Linked DNA regions of Mus musculus: region 2 is linked to region 1. The links are chromatin contacts, called in public HiChIP or PLAC-seq maps. All regions are on one chromosome and are shown on one strand. The core of a region is the stretch at or near the end of the contact, and the rest is flanking DNA. Distances in the headings are between cores, read along the strand shown.

What was found. HiChIP or PLAC-seq counts read pairs in DNA pulled down with a chosen protein or histone mark.
Region 2: a contact with region 1 is called in an H3K27ac HiChIP or PLAC-seq map of bone marrow-derived dendritic cells, with 5 times the contacts expected there. The contact joins the promoter of Ube3a here to the enhancer-like site in region 1. A contact is called at or near these places in 7 of 39 promoter capture datasets (the C10 cell line, the HPC-7 cell line, cranial neural crest and 3 more), 16 of 115 datasets of contacts at active chromatin or transcription factors (the 230-238 cell line, the NIH/3T3 cell line, acute myeloid leukemia and 11 more) and 1 of 9 other capture datasets (adipose tissue).

Annotation. Positions count from the first base shown.
Region 1 is chr7:58,708,024-58,714,491 of GRCm38.p6, reverse strand. All of the region lies in intron 1 of Atp10a (ATPase, class V, type 10A), which reads right to left. Gm39019 (a long non-coding RNA gene) reads left to right here. Exons shown (of 5, transcript XR_003946773.1): 3 at 3,026-3,106; 4 at 4,816-4,972. Among named protein-coding and RNA genes, the nearest start is that of Gm39019, 20 kb to the left of the region's middle. Within about 2 kb of position 2,496, at least 77 of the 459 cell types and tissues checked have an H3K27ac peak or open chromatin away from gene starts, as enhancers often do. A contact at or near this core is called in the 230-238 cell line, the HPC-7 cell line, adipose tissue and 6 more, where this site is marked.
Region 2 is chr7:59,224,806-59,231,273 of GRCm38.p6, reverse strand. It overlaps Ube3a (ubiquitin protein ligase E3A), which reads right to left and starts at 2,524. Exons shown (of 11, transcript NM_001033962.2): 1 at 2,003-2,524.

The DNA.
Region 1 (6,468 bases), core at 1,247-3,746:
TGCAGGAGTAAACTCTCCCCTTCCACGGTATCCCAAGGGTCACATTCTGGTCATCAGGTGTACTGACAAGAACCTTGACACACTGAGCCCCAACCTGGACCTGTTAAAAGGGTCTGGAATTGTATCATCAGGCAGAACTCACAGTCTTCCATCCTGCCTAGAGGAAGTCATGGCAAGAATTTCTGTCATGGTATTTATTAAAGCACATAAATACTTGTAAGTTATCTTTACAACAATAGGCTCATGCCAACCATAACTCACTGAGAAGCAGACAAGCTCAAGGATGTACCCTGTCCAAATCCAGAAGACTCTCCTAGGTGGAATGGGGACATTATAGGGTATCATAGCCTGTAAAACATACAGGAACCTCTGAGACAGAAGCAATCTTTTCTTACAGACTGGAACTTGCCACCAAGAATAAAGAATTCCTCACAGCAAAACACACAGCTGGAAACAAGGAGATGATGGAACTAAGAAAGAACTCTGAGGTAAAGACCAAGGAAAGATATAAGGGAGCATCATGAGGCATGCTGAGAGAGCTCTAGGACCCGCCAGTATGGAGACTCCACACTTCAGTGACTCCTCAGGTTTTTCACAGTAGCTCCCTCTGACCCAGCAGAAAATAAGCATCCCTTGGAGATGGTGCATATGCTACTGTTTTTACTTATTTCCTTATTTAGAGCCAATCTCACTACCTAGCCCTGGCTGGCCTAGGACTTCTGCTATTTTTAGTGTTTGTGGCAGGATGATAGGTAGAAAGTAATGTGAAAACTTACAAGAAAGGAGATTTTAAAAGCTTTTGTGAGATGACTGGAAGACACCATCAGTGCCTGCTATGCTTGAACCAGCATCCCAACAATGCCCACAACAGCCCAGCCTAACCCACCTGGCCTCCTAAGGCTTCCATGGCCCCACCCGTCAAGCCAGGCTGGACCTCATTAATGTAAGTACTAAGACAGAACAGAATGCCCTAGTGCCAGAGGAAAACAGACATGCTACCAGAAGTTGTAGGCAGGGTGAGTGCTATAGCCCTGTTAGATACACAGACTCAAATGAGATGCTACAGACTCAGTCAACGCTTGCTCTCATAGCCTAATTCAACACCTATTCCCTCTGAAACGGATCTAATCATAATTAGGAAGAAAATCCATTCACAGTCATACCTAGTTGTGAACTCTGTGAACTCTAATAATGACCAGCATGGCAAGCTATATCTATGGGTATAAGAGTGGCAGCCGGGCATGGTGGCGCACACGTTTAATCCCAGCACTTGGGAGGCAGAGGCAGGCGGATTTCAGAGTTCGAGGCCAGTCTGGTCTACAGAGTGAGTTCCAGGACAGCCAAGACTACACAGAGAAACCCTGTCTCGAAAAACCAAATAAATAAATAAATAAATAAATAAATAAATAAATAAATAAATAGAAGAGTGGAATGTACATTTTGGGGGTTAAATCTTCTTCCTTATTAAATTTAAAGCCCACACCACAAGAAGGAAACACATACCTAAGTACTGAAAATCTGACCAATACCACATGCTTTTAGAGCTCATAGGTCCAGGGATGATCCTATTACTATTATTTAGGTAAATGGACCTAGTATTAAACTGTTCCCTGAATCATATCCCTCCAGCTACAGATTCGTGCACTCTCAGACTTCATCAGCAAAGTTTGTTGATGCTGTCAATAGTGGTTAACCCAGAAACTTAGGACTGTTCTAAGTGAAGAGTGCCAGGGGAGAGCTTGGCCAAGTTGGTGAATCTCAATCACACTTTCATCTCTAAGACTTAAAGACCATCATGCAAGAGGAAGCAGAAAGAGTGTTAAGAGCCGGGGTCTGGGGAGGACCAGAACGAAAGTGTCTTCTGGATATGATAAGACCACTATACTCATTAATTCACAGCATCAGTGGTTGCCTGCATAAGACCTGCAAAAGATCAAGCCAGTCAACATTTTAGCATGAAATAAAAACAGGTTCTGTGAGTTCCCACCCCTGGCTGGGGAGCTATGGTTATCTAATGGTTTTATTCCATTCCATAGATAGTTTTATTTATTTATCAATCTCAATGGATAGTCTTACACACACACACACACACACACACACACAGATTTAAATAAATGCAATATGGACTTATTTAAAGAGGACCGCAAGTTGAGGGGATAGCATAGAGAGATTGGATGGATTAGGAAGAAGAAATGGGGAAGAGTTGGAATGAATCTGATCAAAATACATCATATGAAATAATAAAATATTCAATAAAATACTTTATATGTACACACACACACACACACACACACACGGCAGAGTGAATGTTTCCTAAGATTAAAACTGGAAACTGTGGGCTGGGCTTGGCTCCTAGCTGAAAGGTAGGAGTTAAAACCACAATCATTTTTCAGGTTAATGTCTTTTTTTTTTTTCACTGCTCTCTTAGTTTCTGAGTATTGGCTGGCAAAGACCACGGTATCCATCACACTCAAAACAACAAAGCAGGAAACAGGAACCGGCCCGAAGCTTCTTGCCTGCCACAGAGAGCCTCTGTAGTTTCATATCGTGCTCTGTACACGGGACAAAGCTGTTTGTTTCTGCTTTGTAATATGCAGTGCTGTGTTCTACTGCTGAACAATCACTCTAAGGAAATATTACTATAAAAATAAATACATTTCTCTTTTCATTCAAAGCGGAGGAAGATAGGCAGGGCGCCGTGAGCACACCCACAAGCCTTCCCCTAGAACACTTTACATTTGTTCCTAAGTCTCTAAGAATGTTTTGCTGATAGTATCTAAGTCTTAATTTATCTACAATCAACCTGATTCAAGTACAGAGGAAAAAAATACTCATTTTGCTCCGTTTTTGGTTTGGATTTTGTGGGGGGAGGAGGGGAGCAGGTTGCCTTTATTTTTCTTTCAACTCATGGGAACACACTATTTATAGTATTATTTTCTCTTGGCAGTCAAATACATTATTAACCTCTGAACTGGATATTTTTTAAGAAAAAAAAAACAAAGTATAATTCTCTTATTTTTGACAGGATCTACTCCAACTCCTTCCTAGCAGAAGATGACCTTGGCAGACACACACCCACTTCCACTTCAGAGTGCTGGTATTACTGGTATGTGCTACCAATGTCCTTGGTTTTATGCGATGCTGGGGACTGAAGCTAGGGGTTCATGCATGTTGCAAGTACTCTAAAAAGTGGTCAAGAGCCCCAACTCCATATAAATTATTTTGCAGCAATGACCACACCTCACTTCTGACAAAGACGCCATTACAGCCCATGATCTACCCACCTACAACAAACAAGTGACACATTTTTAACTTGTGTTTTACACGTTAAATGATAGAAACATAGATAATGATTCTACTGTAAGGCCAAAAGCATGTCATTTTCATGTCAGCCCATTTCCTTTCCTGTAGTCTTCTGGAATAAGACAAGGAGCATGGCAGTACCCTGGTCTCAAACTCAGCAACCATAGAGCTTAGGGTATAGAGGGAGCAAGGGAGCAAGAAGTTGCAGAGTGAAGCCCTAGAAAGTACCCTCTTGGGGTCTTCAGAGGGTTCCACCGGAGCTTTGGCCAAGTCTTAATGAGGAAAGAGAGGAGCAGGAGTCAGAGATGCTGAGTTGAGCATCTCCACAACAGTTCTAGTTCTCACCAGCCAGGAGAGATAAATCAGACATTTCAGAGGCCAACAGGTGAACTGGTAGATACTATCTCAGTCGTTGGGAAAAGTAAGCCCAGGAGAAAGGGCTGCTTGGATCCCACCTAGGCAAAGTGCAAAGGAGGCCTCCAGAGAAACAAACAGAGTATGCTAGCTGATTCTAAAACCCCTTGGGAGTCTACAGCCATACCACCCTGAATGTACCCAGGCTCATCTAAAAACCACTCAGGAATCTGTCTATACTGGAGCATAAATGACCACAATTCAGTAAGGCACAGTGCACCATGGGAGCCTCTAACCAAAAGGTGTTAGGCAGGCATGCAAAAAAAAAAAAAAAAAAAAAAAAAAAAGAGGCAGGAAATTGTACACACTACAGAGGGTAAGAATCTATGAGAGAAAGATACAGAAATGTCACAGATGGTAGAAATGACCTGACAGGGGTGTTGGGCAGCTGATGTGTCCACATGTCTGAAATGTCAGAAGAAAAATTCAAGCACGTTCAGACATGCATAGAATGCATTTTTAAAAATACTTTTAAGGATGTGAACTAACTGTGTAGATTTAAAAATCTATAAAGATAAATCAGATTAACCGATTATAAGAACAGAGGGGGGAGAGAGAGAGAGAGAGAGAGAGATCCTGAAACTGAGGAAGCAACGTGAGTGACATGAAAATCAAAAAGAGCAAGAACAGTAAGCTGATGCAGTTGTAAACAGAAACCAGGCTGGGGCTAAAGAAATAATTTTCAAAAATTTCCAAATATGATGAAAAACTACAGCCACAAATTAAAAATGTTCCATGAATTCCAAAGTGGGGAAGGGGTAGGGGAGGGGAGGGGTGCTAGACCCAGGCTCACAAAACTGCTGAAAATTCCACAACTAGATTGTAAACATACAAATAAGTAATGATGTTCAAGGAGGGAGAGAGAAAGACAATTACCAAACCTCCTAACAAACAATGAAGCAAAAGGAGACTGAAAAAAAAAAAAAAAACTTAATGAAAAAAAAAAAAGAAAGATGAATCCTATAACTTTCTACATTAAAAATGTATGTTCAAAATGAGAGAAAGATAAAGACATTTCTAAACTTATTTAAAAAATGGACATAACTTATTAAGGGCAAACTGGCAAGATGGACAATTAAAGTTAGTCCTTTTCAGCAGGATTAAACCAGTCTGCAAGAATCTGCAAGGGTGCCAGGGAACAGAGGGTACCAGACTGGAGATGGTGCCATCTACCTAGTTTCTCTGAAAATGGCTGCTGATCAACACCATGAGTCATGGATCCAAACCCAGTTGTCTTTCATCATCACTGTCTGAGGTAAGTGGGACTCTGTGAAGTATCTATTTCCTTGTGATCCCTAGAGATGCTGAGTTGTAAAACTGGCTTGACGGGAGTCAGTTTCTTCAAACAAGCTATTGCACACTGCTTTTGGCACTATATTCTTTCTAGTTTGGGAAGTCATTTTGTGTCTACGACAAGGTGAAAAGAACTAGTTTTAATTTCCCAGACGAGGGCAAGGACACAATAAAGATGGAGCCTGCTGTATCACATGGTACTATGAAGTCTGTCAGAGTCTGGGATTGTTTTTGAAAATAGATGACAACATGTGCAAATATTTGTATTTCTTTTGTATGTACACAATGTGCCTTAGAAACTGGAAATATCCATCTGGTTTGTGAACAATAAGGTTGTAAGAAAGTTCTCTTCAGGGACCAGAATGTCCTTTTAAAGAAAATGATGCTACAACTGAGTTCCAGATAGTTTAGTTCTGCATACCTGAACAGAATACCCTCCACTCCCTATACCCAAGTCACAAAGCAGAGGTTTAATTCCATGAAACCCAATTATCCAGTACAAACATCAAGGCCAGAGATAGATGTCCACCACACAGTAATGGTCAGCTTTAGGATTCTGACTAGAGGAGATTAGCAGCACCCTAAATGATTACCATGACTTCCAACCAAAGATCAAGGAACTGTGTGCAAGGGCTTTATACCACAGACAGGGCATTCACATGTTCCAGAGTCCACATGGATTCTCTTTGTATATGTACACAGCCTTCTCATGCCACACAAGAGAGAATGTAGCACAAGTTTCTGAGTCTACCACTCCTGAGACCCCATACAAGGTCTATCATATGGGGCACTGGGGCACTATGATAAGCAGTCAACAAGCCCAAAGTCCTCTAAAAATGGCTATCAAAAACATACTTATGAAAATCTCCATGTCTAATTTGTTGGGAAACTCAGCCAATACTGCAACTACAATAGGCCCATCTCCCAGAGTGAACTGTCTTTTTCGGACACACAGAGCCAAGGCCCCTGTTCCACAAGCTAAACTCTCAAAGTTTCATACACACACACACACACACACACACACACACACACACACACCTGTCCTGGGCCCTCACAACACTTAGAACCTCCCATCAATTCAAAACTTTCCTGTGACATGAGTGACCAGTCAGTAAGAGGGAACACTTTGGATTGAGGGTGTGGCTCAGTAGTAAAAGTGCTTGTGTGGCATGCCCCAGGAACAGGGATTTAAATATATCAGCGTCATCAAAGGCAAAGTAAATGCCCAAAACATTGGATTACTTCTACTGGTTATAATAGGAACACATGCTAAGGACTTTGAATGTATTTTTGAAAAAGAAAAGAAAACAAGAGTTTAAAATGACTGCATATATGAAAAATGGCTTTCCTAGTGAAAATAAAAATGTCAGACATGTTAAACAGCAGACTTCTTTCACTTGCTAGCCATTTAGGGAAAATAGCTACTGGCAGCCTCCCTCCCGCTGATACATTTTGTTT
Region 2 (6,468 bases), core at 1,275-3,774, 520 kb before region 1:
CCAATTAAAAAGAAAATGTTCATAAAAATTGAGAGAAACAATTATTACTGCAATTATTTGAGGGAAGACACAAATGTTTAAGAAATACAACTGAATAAAATTTACATGTCAGAGACATTATAGATACCTAATGAATGCAATGTTAAAAAAAAAAAAAAAAAAACGAATCAAATAGAATGAGTTTTGTCTCAGGTAGAAATCACATTTTTCTAATTTAAAACCATAAAAAGGGTAAATAGCCGGTCCTGGTGGTATACATTTTTAATCGCAGAACCCTGGAGACAAAGCCAAGAGGAGAGTTAGACGTCATCCAGCGATATACCATAAGACCCTTTCTCAAAAAAAAAAAAAAAAAAGGGTGATGGTGGCTATTTCAGGGATAAAAAAGCCACCTACAAAACCTGCATACAAAAGGAATTTTCTAAACTCAAAGTTAAGCTCCTCAGTTATATGAAGAGCAACATCCAAAGAAGTATGTGTATACCACTTCACAACACACCATGCAAGGTAAATATTGACACAAATTATTTCACAACCTACATTCTGATTTTGAAAACAAAACTACAAGTCATCTCATCTTTATTATGTGCTGTATCTTTCTTAAACGATAGACTGCGAATTGTTGAAGTTCTCATTTTTATTACAGATTCTGATACATGGCTTTTTTGTAAAGCTAAGTATTTATGGATTTACAGTCATCCTTACTTAGGCTTATCAGCAATACAGATGCAGTATCCACTTCCTTAAAAGTGCAGTAAGCAGTCTATTTAAGAGGAGAATTTAATACTAAAGCAATTTCTGTCATACATAACAAGACAAAATTTTCCTTTTATCTCTCCTCAATTCTAAATTTACATAATTTACCAAAAAGATATCTTAAGAGTATTAACTAATCTGAGGTGTGTCAAAAACATTCGTCGTGTCTCTTGTCCAATAGGGCTTTGATATTTAGCTTTTTAACAGCTGTATTTCTTAAAGTTCAGGCCATCTTTATTTCAAACGCACTTCCCTATCCAAAACATTTTAACATAATCTGCTGCTTCTCCCAAAACCATGGGTTATACGAATATCCTTCACGAAGTAAGATAATGGTGGATAACACATCCCATATACTATTTAGTTAACATTTCCAACAGTACACTAGCTATTTAACGCAATCCCAAAGAGATTTTATACTGTTCTATTTTAGCATGCTCAAAAGACATAAAAAAAATTGACGTAAAATTGTCTTTAGAGGATTCTTCTAAAGCTGATAAAGTCTTATTAAAATTATACTTTCTATTTTTAAGGCTAACGCAATTATAGCACATTCAACTCTGATTCTTCCAACAAAAAGCCTCCGCATCAAAATGGGGAAAACGTCCTTTTCATTTTCTCAACTGAAAAGGGGGAGGGGAGAAGAGGAGGAGGCCAACTGCTTACAGGTTTGCATTGAAAATTAACACAGCAGTTTCTGAGGAATCAGTAACTCACGTTCAACTACTGAATCCTACCAGAAGCAGCACACGAATAAAACCAGAGCGCAATCCTTGGGCTTGAGGTGCCGCTTCATCCGTCTTCCTTCCAATCCACCCCCAATACCCCAACCCACTAAGCACACATCTAAATATGTCTTCCCCACCAGAGCGCCCCTTTGGAGGAAAAGGCCTGCCTTTCGCAGCCTGAAGCCACGGCTGGCTCTCCGATCTCTGCTTAGATGAGGCCCCCGATCTCGACGCCCTGCACGTCCGCCCCACCCCGGGCCCACTCGGGTACCCGTGGGTGACAAAACCCTCCCTCCTGCGTCCAGCCAGCACTGACAGTTAAGGCTGCAGCAGCCGCAGCCACCAGGGCCTAGTCCTGGCACCGGCCCCTCCAGACCACGCGCCCCAAGCACTCGCTCACGGAGGCGGGTGAGGGCCCGGCGCCTACCCTGTCAGCGCGGGCCGGAGGGTGACGAGGGGACCGGCGGTACAGACCAGAGGGAGCGCGCCGGGCAGGCCGCAGCCGCAGCAGCACTGACCTGTCCTCGCCCCCGCGCGTGGGCTGCGGCCCTCGCAGCTGCGGCCGCCTCACTGGTCCTTGTCGCCCTCGTCCACCGCCGCCGCCCGCCACCGCCTCGTTCCCTTTCGCTGGCGCCACCGCCGGGTCTCATGCGGGACCCGCGCTTCTCCTCAGGAAACCGAGGCCGAGAGGCCAGGCGCCTGGGCAACCTTGAAGTCGGCGCTGAAGCGCTGCTGTCGCGATCTGTCCACAGTGGGGGGCGAGGGCGGCGAGCAACTCCGAAGAGAAGCAGAAGGAGGCGCCACCGTCAGCGACAGGTCGACGGAAGAGAAGCGTAACGAGGCGGTGAACAGCTGCGTGGCCCGGTGCGCGAGCGAGAGAGCGAGCGCAGGAGGGGCGACGAGGTGCTGGCAAAGACGAAAGGCCCTGTCGTCTCCTGGAGTCACCCAAAGAGGAGCGCCACCATCTTGGGAGAAATACGGATCTCGCGAACGCAGCACTGGACGAGAGGACTAGGTGGGCGGACCGAGTATCCCGACAGGCAGCGCGCGCCAACCCTGCCGGGCGAGGGCTCGGAGTCCGGAGGCGGGATGCGAGGCGGGGTTGCGCGTGCGTGGGATGGCGACGGGCTCTGCCCCGCCCCGATCGCAGCTCTGTGGGGCCCTCCTCTAGCTCGCCTTCGCCTGCGGCGCAGGGGCCTTTGGGAAGGGGAGATGGCCTTGGGCTGGGTGGAAGCTGGCCAGCATCGTCGCCATCTTGAGACTGGGCTGAGAGAGGCTTGGTGTTTTTAGCCTCTGCTCCTTTTACTCAATCTATAGACCAGTGTGCTTCGGTGTACTCGCGAGAGCGGACAGGTCTACCCAGCCTAGCAAAGCCCAGGAGTCAGAGGGACGAATAGGCCAAGAGGGTGTAGCCTACTGGCGGCACGAGGAGGCATAGAAGCGTTTTGTTGCTAGAGCTGACCCTTACGACTTTTCATCCGAACTGTCCGAGTAAAGGATTCAGGCGTTGAGATTGGGCAACCTTTCAGCAAACAAGGCCATCAGCCTCTGCCAGAACATGATATGTCACTGGCTTACCAGACTAGTAGGTAAAAGCCCAGCCCCTCCTGTGTTGTCTTCCAGTAGATGTCAACTGAGAAGAAACCGCCTTGCTTGATCACACGTGGATAGAGACTAATTTTGATTTACAGAACACCCGAACCCTGTTAGAGCCATGTGACTTGTTGGTACCGGAGTGAGGGTTTAACTTAGGTTTGTTGTTAATGATTTTGACACTAAATTATTATAAAGACTAGCTGACATGTTATTTCCTGGCTTGCAACTTAGTAAGCCTTAATCATCTAGTGCTCAAAATGTAACAATCACATGTATTAATGTGCTTTTCTGTTTATTACAGCTCCTATAATGTGTGTGTATGTGTGTGTATATATATATACACATCATATATATATGAAAGATCTCCCCACTATAAAAAATATTTTTATTATTGGTTTTTCAAGACAGATTTCTCTGTGAAGCCCTGGCTGTCCTGGAACCCACTCTGTAGACCAGGCTGGCTTTGAATTCAGAGATTCGCTTTCTGAATGCTGGGATTAAAGGCTTGCAATTTTTTAAAATTAAAAAATAATAGGCGTGTGTGTGTGTAAACTATTACAGGATAAATAATAAGTGCAACTGTTATATCAGATTTTAAGATACTTTAAATTTTTTCTATTCTTTTTTTTTCTCCATCCATTAAAGATCCTCATTTGGAATACCATTGTATTATATGAAAGGGGCCAGTAATAAATGTAACCCTTTAAAGAGTTATCTTTGCAAACTATTTAAATACAAAACCAAAACTGAAAATCATTAGACTGCTAAGAAAAGTAAAGTACATAAACTGTTGCAGCATGTGAAGACGCTTTCAGCTATTCACTCCTAAATAAAAGTCTGAAAATGAAAGGTCATGGTCTAGTCATGTGAATTATCAAAATGTAGCCAGCAGCCCAGACTTCTAAAAAGCTTAAAAGTTTAAAGGAAATACATATCCAAGTGCCAGTCAAGTTCTATATGGAGATCATGGAGAATACTAATTTCTCTTAACAATCTGAAGAAATTATTTACTTAATGTTCAATATGTATTCTTATATGGGCCTCTGATGTTCAGGACTTCATGTATTTTGATTTATCATTTTTAAAATTTAGAAACATTAATGCTAGACATAAAGGTACATGCCTGAAACCCCAACATAGGCAGGAAAATCTTGAGTTCTATGGCAGGCCTCACTATAAAAAGAGACTATCTCAAAGAGAGGTTGAGAAGTCAATATTTATGCTAAAAATTATTACCATGAATGATTCCTGCCAACATATTTGTATACTTTTCATAATATTTTTTCATTTTTCAGACACACTTTCTAGGAAAGGCTACTTGGTATCTAGGTGTGTAATAAGGTCTAAATGAGCCTCAATAGTTTGAAATATTTTCTCATTTCAAATGTAAAAGAACCATGCAACTGTATAAGCATATTCATTCTTTAAACAAGCTTAGTGTCTACTATTTATTTACTCAGAACAACCTGAGCCTTGTAAAACAATACAAGAAAATCTCTGTACATATCTTCAGTAAATCGGTTAAAGAGGAAATCAGGCCTGTAAAAGTTTTTTAGAACCGTTGAGCACTTGTATGGTTTTCTGGGTGTCAACTAATACTTATATGCTACTCCTGAGCTAGGATAAAATGATCAGAAAACGTATAAATCCTCAACACAAAAAAATGGTCGGGAGAAAATGTCCTTAACAGAGCACCAATGCCTCTGGCTCTATGGACAGATCAAATATTGACAAATGAAATCTCATAACATTGAAAAGCTTCTGTAAGGCAAAGGATACTGTCAACAGGACAAAACAGCAACCTACAGATTGGGAAAAGATTTTTACCAACCCTACATCCAAGAAAGGGCTAATAGCCAACAGTATACTTGTATACATAAAATAAATAAATAAGTCTTTTTTAAAAAGGCATCTGGTTAATCAATAATTATGAATATAATACTTCATTTAAAGGCAATGTCTTACTTGACACTGATATATGCAGAATACAAAATTCTATTGCTGAAATGATCTTTTATTTGTTAACTCTTACCACTGCTGCAGAACTCTATTATTAAAGCTTACATTTTTGTTTTGTAGTATTAACCTAGTCTATTAGCATACAAGGACCAAACATTTTGACTGTAGTAAGACAGATATCATTCTTAGCAACATATTTTCTGTTGCTTTTATTTATTTTGTTTAGGATGCTGATCACATCTATATAAATTTGAGTAGTTAACAGCAAGTTTCTGAAGTGCTAATGTGTTGCTTGTATCTTTTCCTACCCCACCTAAGCTCCTAGAATGGGCCAAGCTACCAGCCCCAACCCAGCTTCCTTTGAATCCATGGATAAAAGACACACACACACACACACACACACACACACACACACACACACACGTTGTTCCAGTTCAACTTGCCTTTTGACACAATTTCTGGGCAACAGACTTGGCAAGTATTCATTTTGTATATTTGCAAATTGAATTTATAGTGAGAAGTGAGCAATTGGCCCATGTTTCACAACTTAAAAACTAATAGAATTACAATTTAAGCAAAGGAATGTGTGTGTGTGTGTGTGTGTACACATGCTTGTGTTTTGTTGTAGAATTTGCTTTGTGTTTTTTGTTGTGGAATTGCTGTATAGAAGCTTTTGAGGGTTTTTTGTTTTTGTTTTTGTTTTTTTCAAGTCAGGGTTTCTCAGCCCTGGCTGTCCTGGAACTCACTCTGTAGACCAGCCTGGCCTCAAACTCAGAAATTTGCCTGCCTCTGCCTCCCAAGTGCTGGGATTAAAGGTGTGTGCCACCATGCCAGGAGAAGCTTTTGAGTTTTATGGAGGAACACTTGACTGCTGTTAACATTAATTCTTGGGCAAGTGGGCTCATATTCTTACAGTCTCCATACATCCTCCTCTAAGAGCATTCCAACATCTACATGTTAGAGGGCACTATGTTTTCTTCTAACAGTTTCAGTATTTCAGTGGTTTTCTTGTTTTGTTTTAAGATTTATTTATTTTATTTGTATGAGTACACTGTCGCTCTTGTCAGACACACCAGAAGAGAGCATCAGATCCCATTACATATGGTTGTAAGCCACCATGCAGTTGCTGGGAATTGAACTCAGGACCTCAGGAAGAGCATTCAGTGTTCTTAACCTCTGAGTCATCTCTCCAGCCCCCTCAGTGTTTCAGAGTTTTTTGGGGTTTTTTTTTTTTTGTTTTTTTTTTTTTTGGTTTTGTTTTTTGGGTTTTGGAGATGGCATTGTTGTTGTTGTTGTTGTTGTTTTGAAAGCTGATTGATATGGTTCAGTTTCATTCTTCTCCATGTCAACATCCACTTGTCCCCACACCATTTGGTTAAGATATTTTTTCCTCCAGTGTATATTTTTGACATCTATGTCAAATATTAAA